Linked DNA regions of Pan troglodytes: region 1 is linked to region 2. Evidence: chromatin contacts called from public Hi-C data. All regions are on one chromosome and are shown on one strand. Each heading gives the region's core, a stretch centred on a gene start, on an enhancer-like site or on the middle of the called end of the contact. The rest is flanking DNA. Distances are from core to core; before and after follow the strand shown.

What was found. Hi-C and Micro-C count contacts between places; a contact is called where the count stands out from the background.
Region 1: a Hi-C map of stem cell-derived neural progenitor cells shows a contact between it and region 2, with 2.3 times the contacts expected there. The contact joins the enhancer-like site here to the promoter of ETV1 in region 2. A contact is called at or near these places in 1 of 7 Hi-C or Micro-C datasets (stem cell-derived neural progenitor cells) and 1 of 1 datasets of contacts at active chromatin or transcription factors (stem cell-derived excitatory neurons).

What each region holds. Positions count from the first base shown.
Region 1 is chr6:20,008,932-20,014,793 of NHGRI_mPanTro3-v2.0_pri, reverse strand. All of the region lies in intron 23 of DGKB (diacylglycerol kinase beta), which reads left to right. LOC107975707 (a long non-coding RNA gene) reads right to left here. Exons shown (of 4, transcript XR_001719089.4): 2 at 1,656-1,810. Among named protein-coding and RNA genes, the nearest start is that of ETV1, 210 kb to the right of the region's middle. Within about 2 kb of position 4,278, at least 6 of the 24 cell types and tissues checked have an H3K27ac peak or open chromatin away from gene starts, as enhancers often do. A contact at or near this core is called in stem cell-derived neural progenitor cells, where this site is marked.
Region 2 is chr6:19,802,743-19,809,115 of NHGRI_mPanTro3-v2.0_pri, reverse strand. It overlaps ETV1 (ETS variant transcription factor 1), which reads left to right and starts at 2,593. Exons shown (of 14, transcript NM_001280329.1): 1 at 2,593-2,621; 2 at 4,811-4,942; 3 at 5,777-5,864. The coding sequence starts at 4,898.

The DNA of each region.
Region 1 (5,862 bases), core at 3,029-5,528, 200 kb before region 2:
CCTGCAGAGTGCTGACCTAGTTACTCTATCTTACTTTGATTTCATGGTGGAAATGCTCATATTTTTGCCCTTTCCTGAGGTGTCCAGCCTAATTACATTTCCCATTCATCTGATCCAAATGCTTTCTTAGATCAGACATTTTTATTTGCTGTTCTTTTGTTTTTCTATTCCTTTTTCCTATTCATTCTGTATTCCCCCCACCACTTTAATATTTGTAGCCAAATGTCTTTCATCTGAGACCCATCACGCTCAATTACTTCACTTCCAATATTTTTCAAGCTATTCTCGTGGAAATTTGTGTCTATCAAAAGTGGAATAGCCACAGAATTTATAATTTTATTACTTATACATAAAGTTTATTTAGTGTAGGGGAGAAAGAGAATGAGCAAAAAAATTACTATGTAACTGATTGGAACAATATATTTAATCACAATGTAAGGTCAGTACCATTTCTCTTTTAGAGATAGGGTAACTGGGTCCCAGAAACATTAAATGACTTACCTGAAGTTGCCCTTTAGCTAAATCACAATTTAGGACTAGGAATCAGAACTTCTGAGACATATTTCAGTTTAGTACCTTCCACTGGGACCTTCAGCATAGCTGTACCAAATGTTAAATTATTTAAATATTTCTGCACAGTTCGCCCTGTCCTTCCAGGTTCCCCCTATCCCTCCTCATGACCTCCCAGACTTTTCCAAATCCAACATTTAAAGTATCAATGCCAGGTACCTTAGAGACCTCTGGGACCCTATTTTCTTACAATATCTAGGATACACTGTGGCCAGTACTCTTGCTGATTGTGAAATATTTTGATATCTCTTCTATTTTAATACCATCATGGTAGCAATTCACATATGACCATAAAAATGTCAATAAGAGCTTCATTTTTTAGCCAGTTTGGCAGCTGGGAAGAGATCAGGCAGGCTTATTTTCTTTTATGAAAGATCAAGGTATTGTAAGCCATGGGTTTCTCTTCTATAATGCAGCCCATTATGTGTGCAGGTATCTCCCAGACCTCTTTGGTTCACCCTATGGAAGTTGGGGTTTGGGGGACTGATTTAGATGTTAAGACTGGTTACTGCTGTTGCTGTGGATAGTAAGGTCTTGGGTCTCTGATGCAGGGAACTCATGTCTTCTGCCAGCCTCAACAAAGCTGTGGCAGGCTAACATGTTAGCTTTCAAGAAAGGTGAAATCTTAGATGTTCCCATACCTTGACAACTGGTGTATATTTCCCTAATGAAATTTTTTCTTCTCACCTTAGTTTTCCCTAGACCTCTGCTTTCTAATTTTTTCTTACTATTTTCAATACCTGGAATCAAAATTCCTTTTTATTGATGATTTATGCGAAGCAGATCCTTTTTACTTACAACTCAAATTAGGACTCCTACAGGAATCTGTTTAGTCCCAAATGCTAATTTCAATCCTTTGCTGAGGCAAAGGAAAGAACTGAAGAGATGTGAAGGTCAACTCTGAAACATCACTGAATAACTCAATTCTTTCACCCTTTCCCCACACACTTTAAGTCCAAAATGAGTCCCCAGACTCATTTCCCTTGGGCAGATCAATCGATTTCACACCTCGTGACCTTACTTAGGAGGCCTGTGTCAGAAAGAAGTTATGATTCCATTTGTAGCATTTGCTCAATATTACCTACCTTTTCACTCGATGAATGCCTGTGAGCTTGTCAAACAGAAACCACTAGTAGGTATGCTTTGAAATGTGTATCTCAGCCGTACAATTGTTATTTGAGAAACAGACCTTTCTAATAATATTTGTCCAATGAAGTTCATACGCATTTTGCATTTTTACCTAAAAGAAAAAATAATAGGATGGTTCTATATGGAAGCTTTAAACTATCTGGTAAAAGTGGCAATCAGTCCAAACACATTAAAATTCTATTTTCCTTTACAAGTGTTTGCTGCAGATGACCCCCACTGATCTTAAATATATTTCTGTATCTGTAACTGAATAGAGGTTTTCCGTACAGCATGTTCTAATGGCACTCTGGCCTTTAGCCAACAAGGCACTGAATAAGGCTATTTTTAAAACACAGAAACTGGGAACAGCTGCAGCAATCAAATTTGATAAAAACAGAGAGGAACTTTGCTTTTTTTTTTTTTTTACGGTTTGTTCAAGTTTAGTCTTCTTTCATAGAACTGCTTTTGTTCTGTTGTATGAAGGGCTGCAAGACCAATACAGTGAAGCCCTTTTAAACAAATAACTTTTAAAAGAATACGACTAAATAGAATAATTTTCCTTTGTACCAAGAGTTTCACTGCAATAGTATTTTTAAACTATTAAAAAGGGGGTATATCTCTTCTAAGAGGAGGTAGAAAAAGAATCAGATATATTGGCAAAGTTTGTATTACAAAAGAGGTTTTGGTTTCCCCCGCCCCACAAAGCAACTCCTTGAAAGGGAAGATAAAGTCCTTGGTTTTTCAGTGTTGAAAATCTGAAAGTTTGCATTTGAACCTCTCTTAGGGTTTCAAGTGTTGCTAGAGGTGATGATACTTTTCATGTCCATTTCTACCTTTCACACTACGATTAGTCATGAATGTTGCTGTATTTTCCAAAAGCTAGATTAGTGTTAGTGCAGTTCCTTTGTAAAGATAAAATAACACGCTTTTTAAAACATCAATGAAAACTTTTTCACAGAGATTTTTGTACTTATCTAAGTCCTTCAACATGTCTATATACAAGGGCTTATTTTTTTTTAATTCAAGCTCTTTGGAAACTTGTCAGTACATGATTAATATGAGTCATAAGGTGACTAGATACTGAAAATCTCTTATACTGTAGTAAGTTGCAAGTTCTCTCTTCTAAGTGATTTTATGTGTGGAAGAGATTTCTCTGCTACTTTGTGATCGAAATGACAAAGGAGATTGTATTTCTTATGGCTATTTACAAATGGAATTAATTTTAAAATTCCATCCAAATAAAACTATTTATGTCAACATTAATTCAATTTAGTAATCCAAGACAGTAATATAATTCTTTTTCTGTAGACATAAGGTCATGAAATAAAATTACTTCAAAAGAAAGGGAGTGTGGGGGGAGGAGAAAAATATAGAAAATAGAAGTATTGAGGTGTATACTAAACTGTACTAACTTGTTAACAGTTAGCTTATTAGATATGAAGGTCAATCTGCCCGCAGTCTGTTTATAAGCTTTAAAAAAGAAAACTTTAGCAGGCTTTTATGACTAGAATAATTCTTTCTTTGAGGCATGAGTCAAAAACTGCTCATCTTTAAATGGTGAGGCAATGAGGAAAGTGTGTTTAGTGCTTTTGACAATAACAGTCCCTGTCTCAGTTCATGAGTGAGGGGTCCTTAGTCCTGCATTAACAGCAAAACTCCTTAAATACACACACTGTTCTAAGCAGAAACTATGACATTCCTGTTGTGCAGAGCCTTGAACTCAGCAGGTTTTCAAGGGTTCTCTGGCAAGTCACCAGACGTCATGATATAATCCTATATTTTTCGGCAACAAACAGTTCTACATGAAGGTTGCTGAGATTTAATTCTATTTAGTCATGTAGCCTATTCTCTGAAGACAAACTGCCAAGACAGTAAGATTTACTTCTGACCAGCAATGGTTTTATGCACAATAACCTCAAATATTATAAAGTCTTTCAATCTCTTGCTAAGCACGTAAGACTTACATGCAACCAGGGTAAATTGGATACCAGAAACAGTTCTGTTTTACAAGGAAATGTTTACTGTAAATCACTTTTCCTCATCATCATGTTCTGTCCTTATTTTAATTTTCAGCATTATTAAGTTTATAAGTGAGTTCAAATGTACTACCATGTTTCTAAAATGTTATTTGTATGTGTTTTTCATGTTTCACTGAAACTAAAATAAAGGGACCATAGAAACATCTCATTATAGTTTATGATATATTTCAAGAAAATAACTGATTTTCACAGTACTTCTGGATATTTAGTGTAAAGACCGTGTAGTCATATGTAAAGTAATGTTGGCACTGCCCTGTATTACATCGCATTTTAATCTGAATATTTGTTTGTTTGCTTTGTATTGCTTTTCATTGCTGGAACTGCTCAGTTCTTAGGAGAATAAGAGTGGGTGATCTCCCTGGTGACTTCATCCCCTTAGCTGGCATCAGTGTTAGGGTGCAGGATGCCCCTCCAGAAGCTATTCAGAATTTGCTGACATCAGCCTTCATTCATGAGCGCTTGCTTTGTTTAGCGATGGCACTAATATGAGGAGACACGTGAAGTAGCTCAGTTGATAGAAAAGGGCAGAAGAGGCATGCTGCTGTGAAAACATTCCCACACACACTAACGGCTCATTCACACAGAAAACAAGGGAAAGCCTTCAGTCCCTTCACAAAGCTTAACGAGAACAAACTGCTTCAAGAACCCAGAAGCAGCAGTGTTCATATTCACCACTAGTTGATCCTCATAAACTCCATTTACATTTACTGATAATACACATGGCCAGTGGCAGCAATGGATTGCCGTGGGAAGTCTTTAAACTCTTTCTCTATGGGTTTTGTCGGTGAAATACTTATTTATTTGGTTGCGTTCCTGTGGTGTAGATGACTTTTCAAGTACACTATCACACAGTGACTTGCAGGCCCTGAACTCCTTTGGTCGCTATAGAGAGGTTGTTGACAATATGCTGTACTGTGATTTCTGGTCTTTCCTTATTTTAGACTCGTTTAAAGGAGTTCAGAATTTTAGCATAAAAACAAAGTGATAGTCAGCTCCGGCTGGTTGTTTTCAAAAACTAGATGACTTTAAAAGAGATGATCAAATCCATTCTTGAAAAGTTCTTTTTAAAGTCAGGCTTCCACTATGAATATATATGTATTTCTGTATACATATATAACAGAATATATGTATTTCTGTATACATATATAACAGAATATATGTATTTCTGTATACATATATAACAGAATATATGTATTTCTGTATACATATATAACAGAATATATGTATTTCTGTATATATATATAACAGAATATATGTATTTCTGTATACATATATAACATAATATAACATATATTAACCCCTCATTTTTAGATTTCAACAGGGAATGCAACATTTCACACTGCTAGATTTTTTAAATGACTCTTGTTAATCCATTTATGTACCAAATTCTTATCTTCTTAATTGTTATATTTAAAAATTATTTTTACTATTCCATATCTAAAAATGAGTGAGATAATGTGGTATTTATCATTCTGTGTCTGGCTTATTTCGGTTAACACGGTGTCCTCCAGGTTCATCCATGTTGTCACAAATGACAGGATTTTATTCTTTTTATGGCTGAATAATATTCTACGGTGTATATTTGCCACATTTTTTATCCATTCATCCACTGTTGGACACTTAGGTCGATTCAATATATTGGCTATTATAAATAGTGCTACAGAAGTTGAGAGTACAGATATCTCTTTTGACGTGCTGATTCCATTTCCTTTGGCTATACATCCAGTAGTGGAATTGCTAGATCACATGTTAATTCTATTTTGACTATTTTTGGGGAACCTCCATACTGTTTCCCATAATGGTTGTACTAGTATATATTGCTACCAACAGCATATAAGTGTTCCCATTTCTCCACAACCTTACCAGCACTTGATTTCTTTTGTCTTTCTGATAACCACCAGTCTAATTGGAATGAAGTAACATCTCGTTGTGGTTTTCATTTACATTTCCTTTATGATTAGTGGTATTGAGCATTTTTTTCATATAACTAATGGCCATTTGTATGTCTTCTTTTGAGAATGTCTATTAAAGTCTTTTGCCCATTTTTAAAATGAGGTATTTGGGGGTTTTTTTCCCATTGAGTTGTTTATGTTCCTTTATATATTCTCTATATTAACTCCTTGTT
Region 2 (6,373 bases), core at 1,344-3,843:
TTCTTTAAGGCAGGGCGCGGTGGCTCACGCCTGTAATCCTAGCACTTTGGGAGGCCAAGGTGGGCGGATCACAAGGTCAGGATTTGAGACCAGCCTGACCAATATGGTGAAACCCCATCTCTACTAAAAATACAAAAATTAGCTGGGCATGGTGGTGGGCACCTGTACTCCCAGCTACTTGGGAGGCTGAGGCAGGAGAATCACTTGAACCCAGGAGGTAGAGGTTGCAGTGAGCCGAGATCGCGCCACTGCACTTCAGCCTGGGTGACAGAGCAAGACTCTGTCTCAAAATAAATAAATAAATAATAAAAATTAAAAAATTCTTTATTTTTTAAGTGTACAGTATAATGTACTGATTTGGGGTGCAGTTAAAAGTTTTTTTTTCCACATTTATAAGTTGTTTGCAATTCCTCTACTTGAGGGAGTTTACAGATAGTCACCAGCTGAAAATGGCAGTATTGAGAGTGAGAGAGGATACAGCTACATAGTATCAGTTTCCTTGATACCCTTACCTTCTTCCCAGGCTCCACCCTCCTCTCAAATTTCTGCTACTCCTCACATACAGTGTTCCTGAAGCCACTGATTATCTTTCACCCTCCTGTGAGGACTCTATGTTTTCCTTTGGAATTATTTTCACTTGTTCATTTTCTTGGCCAATTTTGCTGTTTAATTTTATATCTTTTTCTTATCTATTTGATGTAACTGTGCAAACCTGATCTTTAACAATTTGCCTTACATACTGTTTTAATACAACAAATTTTAAAAGTTACTGTTTTACTTAATACTCTACTCAATTTTGAGCAAACTTCATTTGATTTTAATTATAGCAACCATTTAAAACAAGCAGCGCCATTTTAGCTTGTTGCCTTTCTGTAACTGCTTTTAGAAATTCACTTTCTTTAACAACATGCATTTTCAGCATAATGCCATAGTAAGTTAACTGTAGAGAAGTCACTAATGAATATTATTTTACTTTATTAAATAACAGCAAGGGAAATATAAAAATTTAAATAGTTTTACATGCAACCTAAAAACTTTCCAAACTCAAAAATGGACTTCTTTTTGGAGGGGGGTAGCTTTCTCTCAAGAACTCTTATTTCAAAATCCAAATGGGATTTCAAAATACAAGTAAATAAATGTCAAAGCCTCTTGGCCTCTGCGCTGCCATTCTATGCCTGAAATCCTGCCAAAATGAAATTTTCCGTTCAAAAGGACTGGCATTTACTAAACTGATGTTTTAAAGACATTCTCAAAAAGTAGTGGAAACTTTGTCCAGCTTTTTATGTTCCTGTCTTGTAGACAGAACAGCTGCCTTTGCAGATATTTTCCAAGATCTTACATTTTCTGAAAAACAAATTTTCAGCCCTTCCACTGTCTTCAGCAACTGGGTCTATTGGTTTTTCCCAGTGCCAAGCATAGAAGATAAACAACTGCCAAACTAGAAGCTAGTGTCTCACTGAGTATCAAGGCATAGAAAGGACAGAAGAGATAGTGTTTCAGTAAGTATCAATGCAGAGAAAAGACAGAAGAGAAAGTGGGAGAAAGAAAAGAGGGTGGTTCAATCGTTCACAGGCAAGAGGGACACATTTATCTCAAAATTTTAGGCTGTTTCAACAAAACCGAGCTGTAGCGAGACTAGCTGCTTATTCACACGAGAACATCATTTTCAGTTACTATGAAGATCAAAGAGTTAAAAGATATGAGTTCATTTAAAGAACTCCAAAGGGAAAATATGAAGCCACCGCAATACGTAGTAAAATCTGAGGCTAACAGCGCAGCGCCTGAGAGTGCCAGTCCACTAAAGGGAGGAAGAAGGGGCGCAGAGCTTATGGGGGCCTGGGAAGGAGTGAGAAGTCTTTGGAAATGGAAACTAAAACTATCAGCCAGCGAAAACCATCAATATTCCTAAAAATATATAATACTAATAATACATAAAAGCTTTAAAAAACTAACAAGACACTGTGGGATACAAAAAAAGGTAGAAATGAAAATTACAGAATGTTAAGTGAAAAAACTGAAATCCATCTACAGTCGAACAGTTTGCACCTTTAAAAGCAATGACTTGAAGCAGCAAGCAAAAGTTCCCAGTCCTTAAGACTTTCTCCCCACTCTCAATTCTTTCTCTCCTCTAGTGCAAAAGCTGTCTAAGCAGTGCACGCCGGAATTATCCCCACGTGAGCCTTCCTTTAATTTCGGTCTTAATTTTTTTCTCTCTTGTTATTACTCCCAGACCCCAACCTCTTTTTCCTCATCTAGTATCTGTTTCAGGGACAGGACAAAGAGGAGGCAGCGAGCTGAAAAAAGTTTTGTGGTTTGGGATACTTGGGCCTTTGTTGTGTGTCATTTCCTCTACCCCTCCACGCCCCCAACCACGTGACCAAGAAGGGCCGGAATTTTGTGAATGGAGACGAAAGGTGGCTGTTGGGGCGGGCGGGACTCCGCCCCCTTCCCTAAAGCGGCCAATCTCCTAGCGGAGCGCTGAGGGGTCAGCAATAAACAACAATGGGCTGGGGATTTACGGCTCGTTATTGGCTGCGGGAAGAACCTCGCCGGGACCTAACCCGAAGCTCCGCCCCCTCGCGGTTACCCTGGATACCCGTCAGGCTCGGGCTGCAGAGAAGGTCTTTGGAAACTGTTGCTCAGATTACAGGCGCTGGGTTATTCCAGGAGTGCAGGGTGGTGGAGGACCCTTGTTATTGACCCCCTGCTTGGTTGCACCCTCAGATAGTACCCATGAGCTTCACTGTTCAGCCTCGGGGCCCAGGCGCTTCCTGGAAGCTCTCCTTGGCCGGGGTTAAAATGCAGTTCCCGCTCAAAATGCTTATAGGTGCGCGCGTTGTGAACTCCGATTTAGTAGTTTCAGGGAATGCGCGGGGTCTGTCTTTGCTGTCCATAGTTATTGGTTGTTTTCCCAGTAATAAGTGTTGATTGTTTGTTTGTTTGCTTCTTTTTTAAGTAGATCTTTCTCCTGCCCAGGTCCGGGGTTGAGTGCTGTGCGCTCTTACACTCCATTTTAATGTGTCTCCATAACGTTCTATTTAAAGAAGGAAACTTTCAAATAGAAATTGAGAACTGCAGCACGTTTCCTAACGGGCGGAACAGCTGCCGGAAACGTCTTTTGGTCACTAGTTCTGGTCACAAATGAATTTCAACAGCATTGAGTCCCTGGTCCTATCCCCGCGGCCTCCCGTCCGCTGTTGGACACTGGCTCCTTAAAGTGACGCTTTACTGTTCTGAGTCCCATAGGAGGATCAGGGCAAGTGGCTTCAGAGATGCAGCCCTCACTGCTTAACGTCCTAGTTATTGTCCTTGAAACCCGAGCCATCCCACCGCTCGCCCCCAACCCTGGGCTCTGGCTGTTTAAAAGCTGGAGAGGAAGTGAAAGCGTCAAGTACAGTAAGTGACACCCTCCGCCTCCGTGTATACATAACAAAAGCTCAGGAAACGTGCGGGTCCTAGGATTTACGAGCAACCCCAAGCCCTCCCTCCTACTCCCCACAGCCACAGTGGACTGGAAGTACCTTTTCCCAGTGCACACGTAGGGACCATTTTGACTTATACTTTTTCACCTAGCTTGCTCTGTTATCCTCCCATCACAACCTCTGCTAATCAGCAATTCTGCATCTCCTAGGTGCCTTCCTTATAGATTCTTTATGTTTCTGTCCCACGAACGATAGGATCTAATTTTAGTTGAGGATGACTGTTTAAAAAATGTTTTGATAAACCATAATGGTGATGGTGGGTTTTGAAAAACGGGAAAATAAATTGGGCCAAAAGCTGAGTGGGAATGAGGATAGAGAGCGAGGTGAGCTCCTAGTCACGGCAAGAGTAGAGGGGTTGGAGATCCTGAGGGGAGGGCAGCTGAATAAGGCGGTACAGGCTTTGTGGATCGCGGCTCTAAGGGTATACCAGAACCGCACAACAGTACTTTAAGGAAACCAGCCCAATAGTGGACCTAACACCCCAATAATGGGAACTGGCGACTCGAAACACACGGTTTCAGTATCCCCAGGCGCCTTAACAATAAGCAGCGGGTTACAGAGGAAATCGAGTCTCTCCGTGGCGCTTCCAGGCTGAGGACCCAGCGCCTACCGGCCGAGCACCCCCTAGGGCAGAGGGGCGAGGGAGACCCGCGGGAAGGGGCAGCAAGCCGCCTGATTGACAGCCCGAAATCTGATCTTGTGAAAGAGACGCGGAGCCAATGGGAGGCAGCGATCCATCAGTTTGGATTGGAGGCCCCTGGAGGAGAAGTAGAGGAAAAACCACCGAATTGAGCTCTGTCAGAGGCGCTTTCGGCTTCCAAGGGGGAAGTGCTGGGCTATAATTAATGTTTTTATTAAATTTGGAGGGAAGTTTTTGCAGCCTTTCGCCTAGCGTGGCCTTCAGGTGGGTCTTTCCAACAACTTTTTATGTCTCTCCAGATAATTGCATGGTTGTGGGTCGCAAAAACTATCCTGATGAAAGAGGTGTCTCCGTCTCTTTAGTCCCGTTAGGTGCAAAGCAAGTCTCGTTGATCGCCATTGCTAGTTTTGCACACGTTTGCGAATCAGAGCTGCCCGGGGTACACCGACCGCGCAGGGAAACATCGAGAGTGTAAATAAATACATCGCCTCTTGTTCGGATTTTTGCTACTACCGAAAATATGTAAATTGTGAACTCTGTTGGCTCTCTTTGGATCCAGGTGAAGGAGGCGGTGTAGGGAGGGTTATTTTTGTGAATGGGACTGTCGGAGGGTAATTAGCTATGCAAATTCAAGAGCTTCATTCATGATTTTTTTTTTAAGCCTAAAAGCCATCTTGTTCCCCTCTAGGTTGATAGAAGTCCAGATCCTGAGGAAATCTCCAGCTAAATGCTCAAAATATAAAATACTGAGCTGAGATTTGCGAAGAGCAGCAGCATGGATGGATTTTATGACCAGCAAGTGCCTTACATGGTCACCAATGTGAGTGATCAGTTTGAAAGTTGCTGTTTATAAACTTGACTCCGTCGGGGGTGGGGAGAGGGAGAAAATGAGAAGGGAGGGGGCACGGGGGTTGGGATTGCAGATACTTATCTGCTTTGTTGCCACTGTAGGGCGACTCTGCTTCTAGAAGCCCAGTCTTCAAAATGAGCTTACCTTTCAGTGATTTGGATAAGGCATAGTTTTGTTTTTAAGACCCCTTTTTCTGATTAAAGTGCCCAACATGAGTGGAAGAGGAGATGGAGGGCAGCAGCAGCTGCTGCACTCAAAGTTTTTGGCTGGGTTTGTCTGCCACATTGAAAAGAATGAAGTTGAGACAAATGCTGACACTTTTTGTTTATATGGGGTGTTTTTGTTTCTTTTTTTTTTTCTCATTTTCTCTTTTTTTTTTTTTTCATTTCTCTACTCTTTTTGCTTTTTTTTTTGTGGGGGTGGGGTGGGGAGGAGGGGCTGTCCAAGAGAGAATAAAACCCACTGTTTTAATCTAGCATTGAACCAGCCTAAAAACAACTTTAAGTGTAAATGCTTCAGGTTGTTTTGATGCTGAGATACCATGAATATATGATTGATAAATAGTAATGTGCTAAGATCGGCACTGGGAAGCAACTCTCCCTGCCTGCTTAACATAAGCTTTCACTGTCAAATAAGTGAGAAAATGAATATTAGAGTTGATACTATGGACTTCTATTTTTCTATTCAGAGAAGATCCATTAGACTTATGTATGCATGTCTGTGTGTGTGTGTGTGCGCGCGCGTGTGCGTGTGTGTGATCTGAGGTTTACATTCTTTTAAAGGATTTTATCTTTCCCTTTGTAGAGTCAGCGTGGGAGAAATTGTAACGAGAAACCAACAAATGTCAGGAAAAGAAAATTCATTAACAGAGATCTGGCTCATGATTCAGAAGGTGAGGTTTGATTTTGGGCTGAATCCCCATTTTTTTACCTACACTCTCCACCCTGCTAAAAGAAAAGGAGCACTTCAGTCTTATCTTAAAAATAATAAACTTTGAAATTACTGAATTTAACTAAGACTTTAACTTGGAACGATTTACATAATGTGGCAGTTTGCATGGGAGACTATTTTATGGTCCTATCACAAAGTAATGAAAGAAGGAAATAAAAACTTCTCAATGACAACCTTCTTTTAATCATTGTTCTGTGTTTAAATACCTTTGTCCATGTGGCATATAACTCACCCCATTCACTAAGATAACAATTTAAAAATATCCAATACAGTGGGACAAATTCAGCAGCTATGTACACTGCTTACTTTTTTCTTTCTCCTTTATTACAAGTTAAACAGTATTAGTGATTGTTTGGTTTCCCACCTCCTTTACACTAAAACCATCTACTATTAACAGAATTTTCAAGGGTGATTTTGATGACTAAATTGTGAGGTCATAATACCTTGTTT